2 separate regions of the Zea mays genome follow, and region 2 is linked to region 1. A link is a contact called in public Hi-C data. All regions are on one chromosome and are shown on one strand. The core of a region is the stretch at or near the end of the contact, and the rest is flanking DNA. Distances in the headings are between cores, read along the strand shown.

Region 1 (3,368 bases), core at 369-2,868:
ACGCAGAATGTTGAGTGGGGTTCAAACGGCTAGTTTTAAGTGGGGAGCCTATATATACCACCCCAATTGGGCACAACTCTATACATGAGCTAAGAAACATCAGTCATACGTAAAGCGATCATCTCCTAGCCATCCAATCCATCCAAGTGCTCCAAATTGAGTTCCGTGCTTAGAATAGACATCCATTTGAGAGCTAGATAGCATAGAGTTGCTAGAGCACTTGTGTAGAGCTGAGTTTAGTGCTAAATGAGGAGATTCTTGTGATCAAAAGTGTGTTGAGTTGCTGCTCCAAGTTTGTAGAGTAATCAAGAGCCTCTGACTTTGTGTGGAGAGCCTTGTGAGAGTTTGCTCTCACCAATGAGAAAAGAAAGGGACTCAAGCTCGACCTTAGTGATCACTTGAGTGAGGAAAGGGTTGAAAGAGACTCGGTTCTTTATGAACCCCTCAACAGAGATGTATGTTTCTTTCTAAAATTGAATTTCGGTAATCTTGTGTCTCTTATGCATTCTTCTTCCCTACTTGCATTTGTATTTTCTCATCTAAATATTTGATTTGTTTGTTTCTTGAGCTTTGTCTCTTTTATATTATGTTGATAGCCTCTATTTCGCACCTAAATTTTGTTAGCAACATAAGAAAGTTGTTGTCTTGGAAATTTACATTAGCAATATTATCTTGTTCTAACCTCTTAAGTTATAATCTTCGGTTCAAAGTTTATTATTTGAGTTAGAATTTTAGGTTTCGCCTATTCGATCTCTCCTCTCTAGGCGACTATCACGCATATGGGTGTGTCATACCTTGACCCTTTTCTAAACAACTCAATATACATAGATTGAATCACCATATAAAGCATATAGCCGTCCTATAAACTACCTATACAATACTAAAGATAATAAAGTATTTATTTAATATAGAATTTTATAATTATTAAATATTTTAAATGGACCAATACTAACAATGTCTTCTCTTAAGTGCTTTAGAAACCGGAGACACACACTGAAAATGAGCAAACAACTGTAGGTAGTATACAAGAAAATTTGTTGCATGTAAGTGTTTTTTAGTTTGCCTACATGGGAAACAAATACTTTTTAATATACAACTCATGATTCGAACTCGAACCAACCAGTGCATCAGCTTCACCCCTTGATTCACTCGTGTGTCGCTGTGCACGCGTTCCGCTAGCCATTACAAATTAGCCAACACCACTATGCTGACCCACGCCACCTAACATTCCACAATTCCTCACCGTCGCACCTCTACTCATTTGTTATAGTCGCCACCTCCTATTCAACTCATTTGTTATAGTCGCCACCTCCTATTCAGGACTCATCACCTTGAATCGTCGAATGTTTATTCACAAATGGTTAAAGTAAACCTTAAATTATTGAATGTTTCTTCTATAAAATTTTAAAATCCATGAATGAAGTAAATCTTGAATACCTAAATATTTTTTTCTATGTTAAAGTAAATCTTAAATAGTTAAAGTAAACATTGAATGATTGAAGTAGACCTGACTGAATTAAACTTTAAATGACTAAATAATTATTGTTGTGCACTACATGGGTTGGCCAACTCAACCCAATTAAACATGAGCGGGCCGATTTTAACTCCTGGTCGACTGGTGCGGCTGGTCCTTGATCCGCTTACTTTCCTCGTACGGTTGGTTTGTTGTTGGATTGAACTCACTCGACCTTTCATTTACCTCTCTATATATAAGAGTTAAGGCTGCCTACAGCAGCTATCTTATCTCATCCCTTATTTCAAACTTTACTCTGCAAACGATGTAATCTACAGTGTAAATCTTCTACTTTACACGATCCACTATGGTGAGTGTAGACCAAGAACCAGGCACTAAAGAAAAAAAACAGAAAAGCTATACAAAAGTGTCTGTCCAAAGTAATTCTAGGCCAATGAAGCTAGCACTTTCCAAAACTTTTGTTCCCGGCTCGAATCCAACATCTCATCCTTGATCGTTGCAACTAGCTCAACCACTGAAGCACTTCTGGAAAATTCTTGCGTGCAGTTCTTTCCATAATTTCCTAGAAACAATGATGCTCAAGCATCAGACTTTTGAGTGGTGCATTTGGTGGTGTGAAGCCCACGTGTGTCCACTATTCTTCTTTTTCGCGGTCGTGCCTAAACATGTTTTTTTTATTACCAGGGAAGGATGGTTATAACGTATGGACTTAGAAAATCAAAAGGTTACCAAGGCCAACACAATCATATGCAAGACTAGTCTCATAAGGATCAAGCAAAGTACACAACTAAACGATTACATATAAAAAAAAGGTTAAGCAAAGAACACAAATCAAGCAAAATTGACAAATGCTTGCTCCTAGTCTTGGGTCAGCTAAGGAGGCCTATTATCATCAGACAATAGGACGCCCTCGAACGAGGGTAACCTAAGTAAAATCTCTGATTAGACTGTTCGTTATTGCCACTATCTCCTTTTTAATGCCCCACCACTATGTTAGGCAGTGCAAAAACACCCATATGCAGCTTCATTGGCCTTCCACTGTTCCTGAACAAAGGGAAGCAGCAGCCAAGCGCGAACGTACCTGCTAATAGGCCCTGAAGCGATCTGGGGAAGTCTGATGTTTTTTTTTGGCACCGGTAGAGCTTCTACACATATTATTATCAGTCTCTAATCTATTCATCTTCGTAACTTACATTTTTCGAACTTGATTTATGACATTGATTAAGATTTCATTTTATTCCTATTCTCGATCAGCTGTAATGCATGTGCACATCAGTTGTTCGTATACACAGCTCATTCCTGCTATGTACAATCAAATAATTACAAGCATAATAATCTTCATAGGTCAATAGAGATGCAATCCAGCTCCTATGGGGTTTTAGATTTCTTTTAGCAATCATGGGAGCATTTATATTGAAACGGTAGTACGCCTGAGGCAACTGAATATTTAGGGCCCGTTCGTTTCTACTGGAACAGACCAGAATTAATTCTAAATCTCCAAAAATTATAGTAATTATTAAAGGAATCCAAGCCAGATTTATTCTACCCTTTATTCCATGCGAAACAAACAGGCCCTTACTGGGCTTTATCCCTTATGCTACAGAAACGTTACGGTTATCATAACATGCAGGGATCGTCTATACAATCTCAAAAGGGGGGAAAATCCTCCCGGCTATCTTGAAAATGGAACTGTACGTTTATGCCCCCCCCCCCCCCCCCCCCCCTCCCCCCCGAACCAAAAAACCTACCTCTAATTACAAGGCAGACAAGTTGGCTCCATCCCTCTCTCTCACGGTTATGATTGTGTTTTCCCTTCTTTTCCCCTTGCAGAAGGAAAAGGTAAACATGGTCAATCAAACCTCTACGCTAGCTGCAGCAGAATCCATGGCGTCAG
Region 2 (3,382 bases), core at 269-2,768, 73 kb before region 1:
CAGCCGTGTGACGTGGTGGTCCCCTGCCGCCGCCCTCTCTTCCCTCCGGCGTGATCGGCTGCTGCATCTGGTCCGCGTGCCTCTGGCGCCACGCCGCGAGCTCCGACTCCGAGAACATCTGGTTGCTCCTCAGGGACATGAACACCAGCTTGGCTTGATCCAGCAGCGCCATGCCCTGCAGAAATCAAGAAGACCTTGTCTCTAGCCTTTGGCTCCTCGCATCTTGCCTGCTAACAAGAGGTAGGCGAGCGACGAAATTAACCTCTCTGAAAGGCACGGTGTCCTGGCTGTTCATCGTTATCGCTTTCTGGAACACCATGTAAACATCGTTCTGCGATCGCATTGTGAAGTGAGCTAAGATCGTGGATGGAAATTAAAACCGTAAAATTGTTCAAGAAACGGACCTCGAATTGCTCCAGTGCCGTGTACATGCCATCCCTGTTCTTCTGTCTCAGTGTCGCGAAGTCACCGGGCCTGCTCACCAGCTCTGCATAATCAGTCACCTGTAGCAGCATGTCGTCAGTCTTTTCGCTTGAAACAAGAAACAGGCGCATCAATTAAAAAACAGCCTCTCCCTCTACGCGAATACTCCAGATCTACCATTTCTTACCTGGATGTCGTCTGGCATTGCAAACAGCTCATGCCTGTCTCTCCTGAAAGAGACGAAAGGACGCATCATCATAATAGGAAACCACGCGGTGCCTGACGGACAAGCCAAAAGAAGGGAGCCTAATAAAGCTTACATCTCCAACTCGTCAAGGATATACTCGATGATCTGTCCTACCGAGGTTTGGCTTGGTAAGCTATCTGAAACAAAACAATGTGAAACTCGCATGTCTACGCAGGCAATGCAACAGTAACCGATGGAGATAACAAAGAAGCAAAGTTTCCGCACTGCTGTTTCCTGCATACAGTGGCTCCTGGCGGCTGCAAGAAGCTTCTCCCTGCGGCTGCTTCAAAATCATCCGGGCCGGCAGATGAGAACCGGAGGAAGAAGCTACACACGTACGATTATTCGAAGAGAGTTGAAAGCAGCCAGCAATGGCCGCAGATTGTTTTTTTTCTCTCTCTCTTCCTTTTTTTTTTTACCTGGATTCCTTCATTCCTTTTCCTTTTCCCTCGCGCGCTCGGACCGGAAATGCTGTTCCGGATGATCTGCCAGGGGTCAAGGAAGCAGACGGCGCCGCCGTCGTTCTTCTGCTCTTCCAGCTTCAACAATCTAGCGCTTCGCCTCTTCCCTTTTCCAGACATCTCTGCTGGCCCTGTGGTGCTTCCTTCCTCGGAACGAAAAGGGGAGAGAGAGAGGGAGGTGCTACGATGGTGACAATGCAATGCATCTATCTGCATCCACCTTCTGTGTGCACTGACTACTACGTCGCGAGGTAGAGGAGAGAGGGTTTCAATTCTACTACAGCTGGTAGCTGATCACGTGCATCCATGCATCTGTGTCCGTTCGTCCTGAAATAGAATCCCTCTTTCCTGGAGAGAAGAAATGAGGTTTTTAATTGGGCTGTAGAGGCGCCCGGAATGCGTCTGGGCCTTTTAAAGCCTGCAGTTTTGGTGTGACAGATTATTATAGACAGGAGCAATGCAGCACAAGCTGTGAGGAGTGATGGACCGGAGACAAACGGCACGGGATCTGAAGAGAAATAGACAGCTCCACGCGGTCCAGAAATTCACGTCAGAAATGGGAGGAGCTGGACTAGCATCCCAGATAGTATTTGGTTTATGAGGCTATTTTGAGCATGCATGTAAGCGCTACAGTTTATTCTTCTCTCGTCCCCCATATGTTGTAGAGTTTTTCTTCTTCAAAATGTAATCCTGCTAGTAGATTATAGAATGTAAAGTATACGTACGTAAGCAAGATTAAGCAGGTACTACCATTCGATTCTGGAAGGTAAGAGATAGTGAGCGACAGCCCATGAGCAGCTGGGCACTGACCACTGAGGTATTACCGCTGTTTATGGCCTGTGGTTCAACTCGATTTTAGCTGGTCCCAAACCATCGTAATCCACAGCCATGCATATGAAACGATACTATGCATTGATAGTTGCCATGTATGTATTGTATATTACCACACATATTCTGCTGAGGTTGGCATGCGGCTTCTGCTGCTGGGTGCAATTGGAATAACTGTACAACACTCTTGCACGTCCAAGGAAACAAAAACAAAAAAAATCTGCTGTAAGAAAAGGATACAACAATGCCGGTTAGAAATTTAGTCATTTTCAGTTGCATTTCAATCCAGAAAAAATGATATAGTTCGTCCGTCCTAAAATAATATTGGTTTTAGCTCTTGATTTTTATGTATATATTTAAATATATGATAATGAATCTAGAAACATATATAAAACACATACATCGAGTATTGTATTAATCTGTTAATTATCTAAAACAAATTTTTAATTTAGGACGGAGAGAGTACAAAAGTTGGTGACAATATGTTGAAGCGTGTGTCAATTTAGTACGTTAACCAAGAGCAAAATAGAGACCAACATAGTTGTATACAATTAAAATGAAGAACTTTACCCAGGTACAAATCATAGTCCCAATTGATGTGGACTTTGGTGGATGCAGAGATGTAGCCAATCAATCGATGCAATGCTGATTCGACAAAGTGTAGCCGTTCAGTTGATGACGCCGAGAGAAGTTGAACGGTCGTGTCGTTGGCACTTCAAAAAACTGATTGTCAGTCCCTCGTTCGACAGGTGGGCGCTTGCATAATACTATCTCCATTTACAAATATATAACACCATTGACTTTTTAAAAAAAACTTTGACCACTCGTTTTTAATTCAAAATATTTATTTAAAAATATAAAATTCTAAGTTAAGCACAAACTACCTTAAGCGATAAAACAAATAAAAAAATGATAACTCATTATTTTTTGAATAATATGAGTGGTCAAAACTTTTTTAAAAAAGTCAACAGTGTTATATATTTATGAACGGAAGGAGTAGTTGTTTCTAAGGCCCGTATTATGGGTCTGGTGCAAGCTACATAAGTGAGGTCACGTTGGTGGGTCCGTATGCGGTTTGATCGACTGCCTACCTAATAGAGTGAACTATCTAGTACATGCTAACACTATAAAGTTGATATCTCACCATGAATAGAGCAGTGTATATCATCTCATAAAAAAGAGAAAGTTGTCTCACCATATCATATGCTCGTTTTCGAATTTCGGTGTCATGCTCTCTTCTTTGCTTACACCTGTTACACACCTCTTATGTGCGGTGACAACACTACCCGAGAGTTTATCTTAGCCGTCTAGGACTTAATCTCCTATCCACCACTAGTATTAGTCTTTCGTCAACACTTAAGTTGATCTTAGACAATAAGAAATGTTGATTGGTCTATACTTTGGTTCTGTTAATGGAGTATGT

Evidence for each region. A called contact is a pair of places that touch in the nucleus more often than the background predicts.
Region 2: a Hi-C map of leaf shows a contact between it and region 1, with 5 times the contacts expected there. The contact joins the promoter of LOC103634614 here to the enhancer-like site in region 1. A contact is called at or near these places in 5 of 25 Hi-C or Micro-C datasets (ear, endosperm, leaf and 2 more) and 1 of 3 datasets of contacts at active chromatin or transcription factors (leaf).

The regions. Positions count from the first base shown.
Region 1 is chr1:54,929,356-54,932,723 of Zm-B73-REFERENCE-NAM-5.0, reverse strand. LOC103634613 (ABC transporter B family member 25, mitochondrial) reads right to left here. Exons shown (of 21, transcript XM_008657089.4): 21 at 2,965-3,368. The coding sequence ends at 3,328. Among protein-coding and RNA genes, the nearest start is that of LOC100191594, 32 kb to the right of the region's middle. Within about 2 kb of position 1,618, at least 2 of the 20 cell types and tissues checked have an H3K27ac peak or open chromatin away from gene starts, as enhancers often do. A contact at or near this core is called in endosperm and leaf, where this site is marked.
Region 2 is chr1:55,002,022-55,005,403 of Zm-B73-REFERENCE-NAM-5.0, reverse strand. It overlaps LOC103634614, which reads right to left and starts at 1,518. Exons shown (of 9, transcript XM_020546366.3): 1 at 1,090-1,518; 2 at 896-950; 3 at 744-807; 4 at 611-653; 5 at 405-503; 6 at 263-331; 7 at 1-175. The coding sequence starts at 1,347.